Linked DNA regions of Danio rerio: region 2 is linked to region 1. Evidence: chromatin contacts called from public Micro-C data. All regions are on one chromosome and are shown on one strand. The core of a region is the stretch at or near the end of the contact, and the rest is flanking DNA. Distances in the headings are between cores, read along the strand shown.

The links. A called contact is a pair of places that touch in the nucleus more often than the background predicts.
Region 2: a contact with region 1 is called in a Micro-C map of caudal fin, with 6 times the contacts expected there. The contact joins the promoter of nacc1a here to the promoter of si:dkey-283b1.7 in region 1. A contact is called at or near these places in 2 of 18 Hi-C or Micro-C datasets (caudal fin and an unstated tissue) and 1 of 4 datasets of contacts at active chromatin or transcription factors (embryo).

The regions. Positions count from the first base shown.
Region 1 is chr3:32,244,233-32,250,368 of GRCz12tu, reverse strand. si:dkey-283b1.7 reads left to right here and starts at 3,320. Exons shown (of 3, transcript XM_685794.9): 1 at 3,320-4,840; 2 at 5,621-5,750. The coding sequence starts at 4,487. gtpbp1 (GTP binding protein 1) reads right to left here and starts at 1,321. Exons shown (of 12, transcript NM_213475.1): 1 at 1,098-1,321. The coding sequence starts at 1,286.
Region 2 is chr3:32,558,371-32,564,506 of GRCz12tu, reverse strand. nacc1a (nucleus accumbens associated 1, BEN and BTB (POZ) domain containing a) reads right to left here and starts at 3,530. Exons shown (of 6, transcript NM_001423471.1): 1 at 2,442-3,530.

The DNA.
Region 1 (6,136 bases), core at 2,071-4,570:
TCAAACACTAGAAAGCTAATATAAACTATTTAAATAGTTACTAATATTTAAGTGGCAAGTGACAAGAAAAATGAATAACAAGGCACAGTATATAATACAAGTACAGTATAATGTCTAGTACAATCATTTTAATAGCAAAATTATAATACATTTGGTGATTTAGCAAGCAGTAAATATTTATGTTTCCCAGTACTGAGTTGCGGCTGTAAGGGTATTAGCTGTATAAAACATATGCTGAATAAGTAGGTAGTTCATTCCGCTTTGAGGAGCCTTGATGAATAAAGAAAAACGAAGGAAAATGAATGAATGAATGAATGAATGAATGAATGAATGAATGAATGAATGTTTATGCCAATGAACAGGTGGGAAGAGCATTCAAATATATCTAATATTTGAACTTAAGCAACTCTATGTCAAAATGTTTTCATTTATTGCCTGTATTTTAATAATATAGATTAACCTTTAAAAAAGCTGTTAGAGAGATTAAGAAGATGCTATTCACTATATAAGCTTTATTGTTTATAGTTTATCTATTGTGATATCATTAGATCTGTTTCTAATTGTTTAAACTTCAGGACTGTAAATGAAAGTTATCAATCCTCACATCATTTCCTCATTCTGGTCTGTTTATCTCTGTCGACCTCCTGCTGAAGGGAAATCCCTGTGTTGCGTTGATATTTCATCAGATGTTGTGTTGTCAGGTTGTCACCTCTTCAATCACCAATAACGTCCGTCTTTCATTCATTGCTTTTAATGCAGATTTTCAACCCAAACACAGCTTTTGCTTTATAGCTAACCCCCACACAGATTAATAAACCAGAAAGTCACATTTAAATACAACACTTCGACTGATAAATTAGCTACAGACGATAAGAAATATGATAAAAACATAGCCGGGTTAGCTTTGGTTAGGTTGCCAGCTGCAAGCACTCCGTGGACAGCACGTAAAATCGTGAAAATGTCAAAATGTTATGCGCATTAGAGAACAGGATTAAAGCAGTCACCTCAGTATTTCAACGTACTGTCATGTTATTATGATGCAATTTTAGTAAACTCGCGAATTGACTGCGACTAAGCGGACTCTGTTTGAGGCCTACCTTGCTGGAGAAGTCGATGCCGAGATCCACGGTCTCGCCGTTGAACATGTCCCCGTCATCGAAGCAATCCGACTCGTCATCATCGCCGCATCCCCGACCTGGAGCGAACATGCTAGCGGGAACAACAGACTCTGGTAGCCCCATGGCCCCAGGATTAAAAACAGGATCCGTCGTTGTTAACGATGCCATCTCTCGGGCAGCGGCTATTAAAATTTAGCTTAAACAACTTTAAAACGATGCGACTTTTGGGGGAACAATTGTAAGCTGATACAGCACAAACACATTCAGACTGTAACGCCGCTCACCGCTAGGTTAAAACCTGCTGCGTCGAGATAAACAAGTATCGCTACATATTACTGCTATCAGGACAACATGCTAAACAGATAATCGGCTAGACTGAAATCAGACTGATCCTCACTTCGCACATTTACGTGTTTGTTTAAATAAGTTCAGAAAATGAGTCATGAGTGTTTTTCTCCTGCTCATGAATTATTCACCCACATCCTGACCAATCGTTTCCTCCAGAACCGCCTCCATGTGCATTAATAGCCAATGACAAATCGTGGGCGGTGCATATATTTACTTGATTAAAATATAATTGCATAGCAAATGATGCAATCTTTACTTAGCAAGTAGTAAGGTTTGTTTCAGTACACGCTTGAGTAAACAGAAACAGAACAAAATAAAAATAAATAAAAAAATACAATAAAAACTGGCGGAAAATCTATTAAAATTATAATAATGGTGCATATCAGTGGATCACCATACGATTGTATTTAGAACCATGACAGTGAAAACACTTCAGTTGATGCAACTGAGTGAGGTACCAGTGAAATCACGTGCTGGAACAAACATGTAGGATGACTATCTTTAAAAAAAATGTTTCCTGATTATTATGTTACATGTAATCTAACTAAATTAAATTACAAAATGCTTTAGCCAGTATTCTGAGAATAATGTAAACTAATACAAACTTCAGTTATTTCGCCTTTGAAAATGTAGCCTATGTAAATCTAAATCTTTTGAATACCTACTTGTATTAAAAAAACTATTATAAATTAACCTTTAGCGGAATGTACAGGCTACTCAATCTATATGGAAAGCACAGCAAAATATGAAAATAAATATAGACATAATTATGTTTAATAATACACAAACAAAAAAATATATAATTGCAAATCAGTAATAAAAGTCAATAGAAAAAACAGCAATAATATAATTATTGAGCATGAAATTAACCTCTTTGGTCTGATTTTTAACAACACATTCAAATGTTGATATTGTCTGATGATATTATCTGATGATGATGATTGTCTTAACTGACATGCAAGTAAACAAATATCTCAGAGTTATTTTTAATATATATTTGAAATCAGAATTATTTGCCTAACATATTAGCCCCCATTTATTTTTTCCCCAATTTCTGTTTAACGGAGAGAAGAATTTTTCAACACATTTCTAAACATAGTTTTAATAACTTATTTCTAATAACTGATTTATTTTATCTTTGCCATCATGACAGTAAATTATATTTGACTAGATATTTTTCAAGACACTTCTACTGCTTCAAGCTTAAAGGCTTAACTAGGTTAATTAGGTTAACTGGTTATTGTAATTAGGCAAATCATTGTATGATGATCATGTTGGCTTGTTCGGCAGACAATGTAAAAAAATATAGCTGAAAGGGGCCAATAATTTTGATCTTAAAATGGTTATTAAAATTAAAAACTTTTATTCTAGCAGAAATAAAACAAATAAGACTTTCTCCAGAAGAAAATAATATTATTAGACATACTGTGAACATGTCCTTGCTTTGTTAAACATTGGTTGGGAAATATATTTTTTTTTAAAGGGGGGGGGGGGGGGGGGGCTAATAATTCTGACTTCAACTGTAAACATTACTTAATAATATATTATTTATTTTAATGTTATTATTATTTAACTTTATTATTATTATTTCTTTTTCAGCTCACAAATTTCACAAAAAAAGGTCCCAAATACACTGTCTTTGTCTTAAGTGGTCCTATGTCTCTTGAGCCAAGAATCAAAGGCACATTGTAGTGCACTAAAAGTTTCTCCTACCACAGTTTATGGTCTGATAATATTTTTCTTTCCTTTACTGTATTAGCACTATTGTGTCTTCCTTTTCTTTTTCATTCTTTTATTACCTGTTTTAACACATTTTAATCTGTTTTTATCTGTTTTTAATTTTTTTTCCTTATACTTGTCTTTTTATTCTTGTTTATGTAAAGCACTTTGATTTTCCACTGTGTATGAAATGTGCTATAAATAAGCTTGCCTTGCCTTTAGTAAAAGCACAAAAAAGTTTGCAACTGGACAGAACAATCACATCTGCCACAATGCTAATGAAAGTGCTCTTTAAGCATTATAGTTAGTTGTTAGAGTGTGAAATCCTCATTTAGCTTTACTCTAGCAGATAACCATGAAGTTTGTGATAGCTCTTAAAATAAACAGAAATGTGTTTCACTAATTCAGTGCTCACAACAATCAATGAAATTACAGATTATTTCTAGCTCAAGTTTTTGACAGTAAGCCTAAATGCCTTAAAGAGAAAGTATGGCGTTTGTCAAATTAAGTTACAAAGATTGACGATTTGGCCATGAAACCCCCCTGCTGCATTACAGTTTATATTTGACCACCAGATGGCGGAAGAGGAGTGTCAGTAAAATAGTAGGCTAGTAAATAAGAATATCCTATAAGTAGGCTAGTGACTATTTTAAAAAGTGGTAGTAATTAAACAATACTTACTAGCACTAAATAAATGTCAGCAGCTAATAAATAAGAGCTATTTAATGGAGGGCGGGGCTTTTCTGTCAACATTTTTTCCTTTTTTTTTCTGTCAAAACATGGAAAGTTTGGGAACCCCAACGTGACAATTCAGTTGTGTGGTAAGATGCAATGCAATTAGCACAATTGGATAAGATAACTATTACTTTTCGACAAAAAGCGAATAATATTCTGTGATACAGCTGCCAAATTGGACTAAGCTATTTTACTAAATAACGAGGCAATAAACCTTTTGCCATTTCCCCCAATATTATGCATACAATCTTATTCGTATTTAAAAAAAAAAAAAAAACTTAGTTTAATTTTTTTTTTTTTTTTTTTTTTTTTGCCATTTAGGTGTAGTTGTTATTATTTAGACCTAATTTGAATGATTTCGCCAACTCGTCTAATTAACTGAAAGAAAATGTATATTTCCCTTTAAAGTCAAACCCTCTGCCCTGTTTGTACAGTAGCCTGCTGCTGACAGTGGCATCGAGAGGTGGGACAGTTTTTTCTTGTCTTGTCATTGGGCAAATGTTCATGCGCTGCCCCGCGCGCACCATAACAAACGAGAGCCCAACATAAACAAACTGTCAGTAACGATGCTTTCTCTCGTCCTTTGCGTCCTGTTTGCACTTCAGCGCTTTGTTCTCCAAAGTGCATCAGAGTACTCGTCCAAATCCGAACTGGATTACGAATTCGGTGACTATCGAGGCAAGTTCTGCATGGACGATCAAGGATTTGTTTATGGCATCGGACAGGTTTATTACCCGGGCTCCACAGCGTGTCCATGCACCTGCACAGAGGACGGTCCCGTGTGTGTCAGACCCAAGTGCCCGCGGATACACCCGAGATGCACGCGCATCAAATACAAGTCCTGCTGTCCCGTATGTGAAGCGGTCAGTAAAGTTTGCTTGTTCCGCGGCAAAACTTACAGAGTGCTGGAGGAATTTAGGGTGAGTGTGACCTTTTTCAGGTCTTCCTTTCTTTTTCGTTCTTATTAATTAATTTAGGCCAATTTATTTAGTACTTAGGCTATTTATTTAGCCGTATGCCTGCAGTCTACCTGAATGTATGTAGCTAGATTAAAGCGCTTGCTTTAGCAAGCATAAACATGACGTCACAGTTTTTACAAAATCGCCTTTTTGCTCTCTATTTATAACTTAATATTATTTTTACCTTTCTTTTGGTGTTTAATAATTATCTGATTGATTAATTTACTTACTTATTAGGCATATGCATGTAGGCTACTTGTTTTTTTTAAATAACAAACATCGATACACAAAAAAGACAATGACAGTAACAATGATAATAACTTAACAGATCAAGTTAAATTATATTATATATTATAAACACATATAAAACAGTAAAAAAAAATAGGAAAAAACAAATCAACATACATTAATAACGCAGATACAGCTAGACTAAACTTCCTGGAATGTGTTGAGGAAAGTTGGAGCTAAACTCAGCAGGGCATCAGCCCTAAATAAAATAGCATGAATCTCACAAATTTGTTGGTTCTTTATATTTATACCTATACAAATCATAGCTTACTAAATATTAAACAAACAAAAAAAATAGACAACTAAAAAAGTTTATATTTTTATGTCCTGCCATTATCTGAGAAATTCATGTTTTGCCTGTTCTGTCAATTAATAATAATAATAATAATAATAATAATAATAATGCCCTAATTGAATTCTGAAGTAATTAAAAGTAGTTCTTGTTTAAAACAGTTGTCACCCTGTGAGCGCTGCCGGTGTGAAGTCAACAAAGAAGTTTACTGCACCATATCCGGCTGTCCAGCTTTGCATTGTGTAAATCCTGTATACGAACCCAACCATTGCTGTCCGGTGTGCAAAAGTGGTAAGAGTTTACACATGCAACATCACATGTGCATTAACAATTTACCCAATTTTTTTCTAAACATAATCACATGCACCTTTTAAACTGTTGTGCAACTCTTGAGGATCAATGGAGTTACATTGGTTATTTCTTGTCTGTTGATTGATTTGTGCTCGATTACAGCATACTTCTGGGTGATGTCATGGAAAAAGAGTGATGCAACGGAACTGTTCGATAGATTGCTTACTACCATGCGGGGTATAAATAGGAACTAGATCGTGGCGTGCTGGGATGGCACAGGCACTATGGGGCATTGGGCCATCCCTGACAACAGAAGGCAAGAGCTGGACAGATTGCGTGTGATAAGTTTGTTCATGTAGAAATTAGAAAGTAATGTGTGGAGACTT
Region 2 (6,136 bases), core at 2,281-4,780, 310 kb before region 1:
TCACTGAATCTGATCTGATCACACAGAACTAACAGGACGTTCATGGTAAAAGAAGTACCCTCTTTGTCTGACTTCAGGCTCGCTCCCCCCTCCCTTGCATGCACACACACACACAAACCATAGACATCAGACAAAACGGCTTGTTTACAGTTGGCCAGAGAGCAGTGGCACACATACACACTGAGAGGCCCAGGGTTTATTTAAGAAGCTTTCCCTCGGGGTGGGGGAGGAGAGGGACACCTTAGGTAGAGCGATCACAATGCGTGAGGAGGGAAACACTAACCTTTTAAAGAGTTTACTCACAACCCAAACTGCACATATGAGACTTTCAAAAAGGCATCATACTGTAACCAATGAAGCTTGAAAGCATCAATCATATATAAACTAAAACACAGAAAAAGTAAACTAATAAAAAAAAATAGTTTGCTTAATGATCATCCGTTTTATGAAATTAATCTCAATGACAAAATCCTTACTTTAACTAGTTGAAACCCAGTTTTAGGCAGTCAATATAAAAAAACAGCCAAGTCGACTTGAATTTCAAATATTGAAAATCAAATTACCAGACTGTGGCCATCATTTAATAAAGTAATTGGCATTTTAGTTACTATTACCTTAGGGCTGGGCCGATAAACGATATTATATTGGATCACAATAAAATTTGTCAACAACAATGATAAGCTCTGGACTTTTTTACTCTATATTGATCTAAGAGTCAATCACAGAGCAGAAATGTGCCACAATGGGAATCTAAAAGTGCTGATATTAGAGATGTAGGCATGCGCCGGTATAAGATTCTGACGATATAATAACCTTGGATAAAAATAATACGGTTGCATGGTATCACAGTATCGATATTACTGCTCCAAAATAAAAGCTCCAACCTATGGCACGCTTTTCGTTTGTTTATTGTCAGCGTTTTACGAGACGTTTCTCCGTATTCAGACCCAATCGATTTTCACTGGCGTCAAGCAAAAAAGGATGCAAGATCACTCTTGACGTTAAATGGCATTACACAACTTTAAGCTTCCGACACCCGCTTATAAAACAGAAGAAGAGGAGGAGAGGAAGTTCACACGCTTGCTGTTAAAGTTACGGGTGACTCGAATAAGCATGGATGGTTCAAGCAGCAACTCTAGCAATGAAGAAATGATTATTGTTCACAAGAGGAATAAGCAAAGAAACGTTCAAATCGCCTCTGGGCATCTTCTTCAATGTGCGCTCGCATTGACATTTTGCACTTGAGCGCCTCCAAGTGCTGTTTACTGTAACTTCAGCAGCTCTGTGCACATGAACAAAAGTGCCGATCTGATTGGTGGAGAAGGTTTTGACGCAGCACGTCAAAACAAAAAAACGAGCATGAGGCTTTTTTTTTAAAATGATGATTTTGCACCTGGCGTTTTGCGCATTGGTGTGCACGATCACATGGACGCCCTTTGTTTAGTCACGAGGTGTTAAACGTCGACGGAAAACGCAAGCAAAAAACGTCTCGGTGTGCACGGGCCTTAAGTTATTTTTAAATGTTTGGGCAAAAAACAGCAACTTTTTCCCAATTAAACACTATATATTTTATATTAAGAAATATGTAAAGTATTTTGGACCAGTAGCTTTTGATGTGGATATTCCTTTTCTGCTGGATGTACTGTTGCCCTAAAAACCTAAATAAAATAGTTGTGAAAAACATGCTAGAAAAAAAATATACCTTAAGAAAACCTTGGCGGTTTTAAAACCTTGACATTTCCAAGCCACGGTATACCTTGAAACCGGTTATCATCCCATGCCTATAGAGATGTACTGAATTTTCAGCCACCGAAAATTTAGCAGCCAAAAATGTGTTATGCCATTTAATGAGCTCTCTAATTTTGTGGCTACAGTCATTGTTAGGGTACTCTCTTAAATCTGAAAGCATTAACAATATATATATCATTATTATGCAAAATATTAATCAAGATTGCATCTTTGCCATATCACCCAGCCCTACTATTACCTTTCTTTAAATAGGGAAAAACTCAGCGATACTTTATATTTAGGGCTGCTTTTTATAGGAAACATAACAAAACAGTTCAAGACAGTAATAATAAAATATAAAGATAGTCATCTCACATATATTTAAATCACCGGGACAAAAGTATGCTGCACTAAATAAAACAGTTTTGATGAATTAGCTTATAAAATGTTACACACTTTTATATTATGATTTCAAATATATCACATAAACGGTTAAAATTCTGAAATATAATATGACTGGGGCCTCTTGAAAAGTTTACTCATACATACAAAAGGAACAACTCAGCTATAAAATGCTGTCTAATACTGTGATGCCAATCCCGTGTGATGGTAGTACAGAGGCAGCCATTGAACATACGACGGTGCATAAACTAACTCTAATCAAACAATGCAGAACAGTAGAGGGAAACGTAGGAGAAACATTAAGAGCAAACCTTTGGCCGCCAGACCTGCCAGTAGAGCTGTGTTATGAGGCTCTGTCGGCGGCAGGCTAACCGTGTGTCAGTCAATCTGCCCGTCCGTCCGGAGTTCTCCGCTGGCACGGGCCGTTGAAGAGCGATGGCAAAAGCGCCCACTATGAGCCACTCTGTCAGAAATGCAGCACCTACATGCGAGCAGCGAGCACAAACGCCGCGACGCAACGAGGATCGCAAGTTTGCTGCTCTTGTCCCGTCTTTACCAATGCGGAGCGAGCGTGCCTACATCCTCGGGCCTAGACGGGTCCGTCTCGAGCGCGGCACCGCCGAAATAAGGGTTCGCCCCGTTCTCCACGCCACTCAATTACAACGGCAACACTCAAGAATCTCCTACGACTCAACGTGCAGTCCGTTACTGGCAGCCGAGCGCATACTTTTCAGTCCACGGGATTTCAAAGTTAATGTTCCATAGCGATTTCGCGCTAGTTCGGATACCCCACCTTATCTTATTTCACAGACATCAACAGGTCATCCCGGGACAAATGCACGAACTGGGGGCGAGCCAGACTGAACCAGCGCTGACAGTAGGGGGGGTCAGCTCGACTCCGCCAATAAGAAAATGACTGAAGTACTCGTCGCCACAACAACATCAATCACGCTCAAAGTGGTACCTCCAGATGCAACGGCCAAATATCAGCCTTTTGGCAAGCAGATGAGAAAGATCCCGGAAATCGGCGTTTTAAATTAGCCAGATCGAACTCCGGAACATCTGCCAGCACGCGCGTTCAGCCATGTCAGTGAGGTCGGTGAAGTGGTTAAACTTTTTTTTGTTGGTACCATTAGTCTGCGCCCATCCCCCACCGCACACCTTCCCCAAAACAATGCCCCCCAAACACCTCAAAGCCAGCGGATTTCGGCCAAAATGCCAGGACAGCAGCTTGCGGCGACGCGCCGCCTCTCAAGGCCCGCTGCGGGCGCTCGAAGGCAGGATACTCACCCCTTAGCTGGAGGCCGTTTCAAAGTGTTTCAATGGAGTCCGACGCGCTCGCTCTCCTTCACTCTCTCGCCTCGTCTGTCTCGCGCTGGAAACAGCCATTCATTGTGGGCATAGGCGCGAAGTCGATCGCAGAGCCATCGAGCGCGAACTCTTTTTCCAGCGGGATACGGAGCGCAGAGCCACTGATCATGCATAGACTAGACATGACTCCCCGTCGTCACTCAATCGCATGATCATCACAGGCGCAGCCTCAATGCCAGGAGACCTATCCAGCGTCGAGATGTATTTGCGCATAGGCTGGCACAGCAACAGCGAAAAGAGCCACCGCCTCGTTTCCATACGTGCGCAAAAAGTAGGCCATGCCTCTACGTCTCGCCAGACAGATCCCCAATATAGAGCAGGCAGAGAACGCCATGAACTCCGCGAGGGAGCGTTAACGGGAACATCAAATAAAGTTTGCTTATATCGAAGACACGTTATTTCACCGCGTCCCGAAAGGATTAGCCTACCTAAATGGGATGCGCTTGCTTTAAAGATTCCTCGCGTGTTTAGGAATTCCTGTATCATCCATTACGATGTTAAACAATAACCAATGAAAAGGCCAATTGAGTTTGAGGGCGATTATTGATTTAGAAAGGCTGTTTATTAAAATATGTACGTTACATACTCACTGATGGCTCGAACAATCCATGTAAGTTTGCCCGCACCGTGAGAAAAGCACAAATCTGCAGGTCACATACAACTATGTGTTTGCTCTACAGGGTTAAAAAAAAAAAAAACATACGAACGCGTGACGTCACGTGCTGACCCTATAGATGTCCTTACATTACCCCGGTGAGCTACATTTCCAATTGCATTTTTGTGACTGAAAAACGTGCGCACGGGCTTCCGTAGTCACGATTTTGTGAAAGTGAAAACACTGGGTTGCCAGATTGGTGTATGCTTATTATTTTCACTGCAGTTCTGTGTGCTTATACTTTAGTTTATAGCATTTTGCTCACTTATCCAGAAGTGCTAAACTAGACATGCCTAGAATGGAATATTGTGAAATATATATATATATATATATATATATATATATATATATATATATATATATATATATATATATATATATATATATATATATATATATATATATATATATTTCTTTTTAATTGAGGGGATTTATTTGGGAAAAGCATGTTATATTTTAACGGATAAAAAATATATACATATCTAGTCACATAACTATAAAAGTAGTCTCAAAAGTTGTCCCATAGCTTCACACACAATTTCTATAATGGTTGTATAAATAATAAATTATTGTATATTTTCACAGCTCCTGACCTAAATTACTGGTTCATTTGTGACCATCACATTTACACTGCAAATAGCCTAAATTTATATTAACTTTATTGTAGTAAGAACTATTTAAAATAACCACTTTTAAGCCAAAAAAGTTTATATATTAAATATATGAATGTATTTTGTTTGTATGTTAAATAAATTAGTTTATTAAACCCATTTTAAGTGACCTTTCAATAAATGTGTCATTAGCATTTTACTACCATATTAGTGTTGTATTTTATATTAATTTTTTTATTTTGCCATTTAATCATACTTTTCTATTGACTCAAACTGTATTTAAGCTTGTCCAATATTTAAAAACGACATTTTGTCAAGTTTTCAAGCGCCTTGTTCATCTTGTATGTGAAAGGCCTGCCCTATGTGAAATGTATACTTTGGCATGTTAAAATGAAAAGGAACACTGCCATCTAGTGGCATAATTACAGTACACCGGGACGCACAACCATTTATTTCACCATTTGTGAAGCTCATCTATGCATTTATATAGTCGTTTCTGAATCATGTTTTTTTTTTTTTTTTTTTTTTGCATTACACCTTATTGATAACATTTATTGTGTGTCATGTTTGTTTCATTTGTTAGATGTTTATTGTCTGAAGTCTGGTACAGAGTTTCAGGCTCCATCCTCGGAGACCTACACCTAGATTATGTTATGAATGTACTGTAATGAAGCTTTATAAAACAAGTTATATATGATATGCACACATTAAAAAGAAACAAATACTTAGGCATGTGCTTGACCTGACACACTTTTTTACTTTGCATTTCACCTATTTAATTTCGCTTCGGTCATGTGCTGTCTGTGCCACTGTCGTATGTGAGAAGCAACTGATTGACACCTTTTTTTCTGTAGTTTAGCATCTGCAGAAAACACTAACAGTGAATTTGTCACCGCTGACTGCAGCTGCCGCGCATGTTTGTTTGCCTGCTGAAAATGACATCCGTAGTTAATTCACAGCTTGAGCACAGATTGTCTAGAGAAAAGAGACGTCCATCGACAGATGGCGGGGTAAAGAGGAAAATCGCTTCAGTTGGGGCCTGAGGACAACCATATCACAGTGAATGACGGATTGATTGATTACTTCTGCTCGCCACTTGATGGCAGCACGCGAACGGGAAAAGTTTTGAAACTGAAGCTTCATGAGGAAACACGAGAGCGCTGACGTGCAGCACTGGAATGAGGCATATGGGTCATAAACGTTATCTAACAACACATCCATTGGTAGCATACGATTACAGTGATATCCTTTTGCTAGAAAAGAGGTTTTTAGTCCTTTAGAAACCACAAACTTTCTGCTCATCATATAGGGACCATCATGTTAAACCTAAATGTGTCTACACTGTAAAAAAAATCCTGGTTGCCTTAAA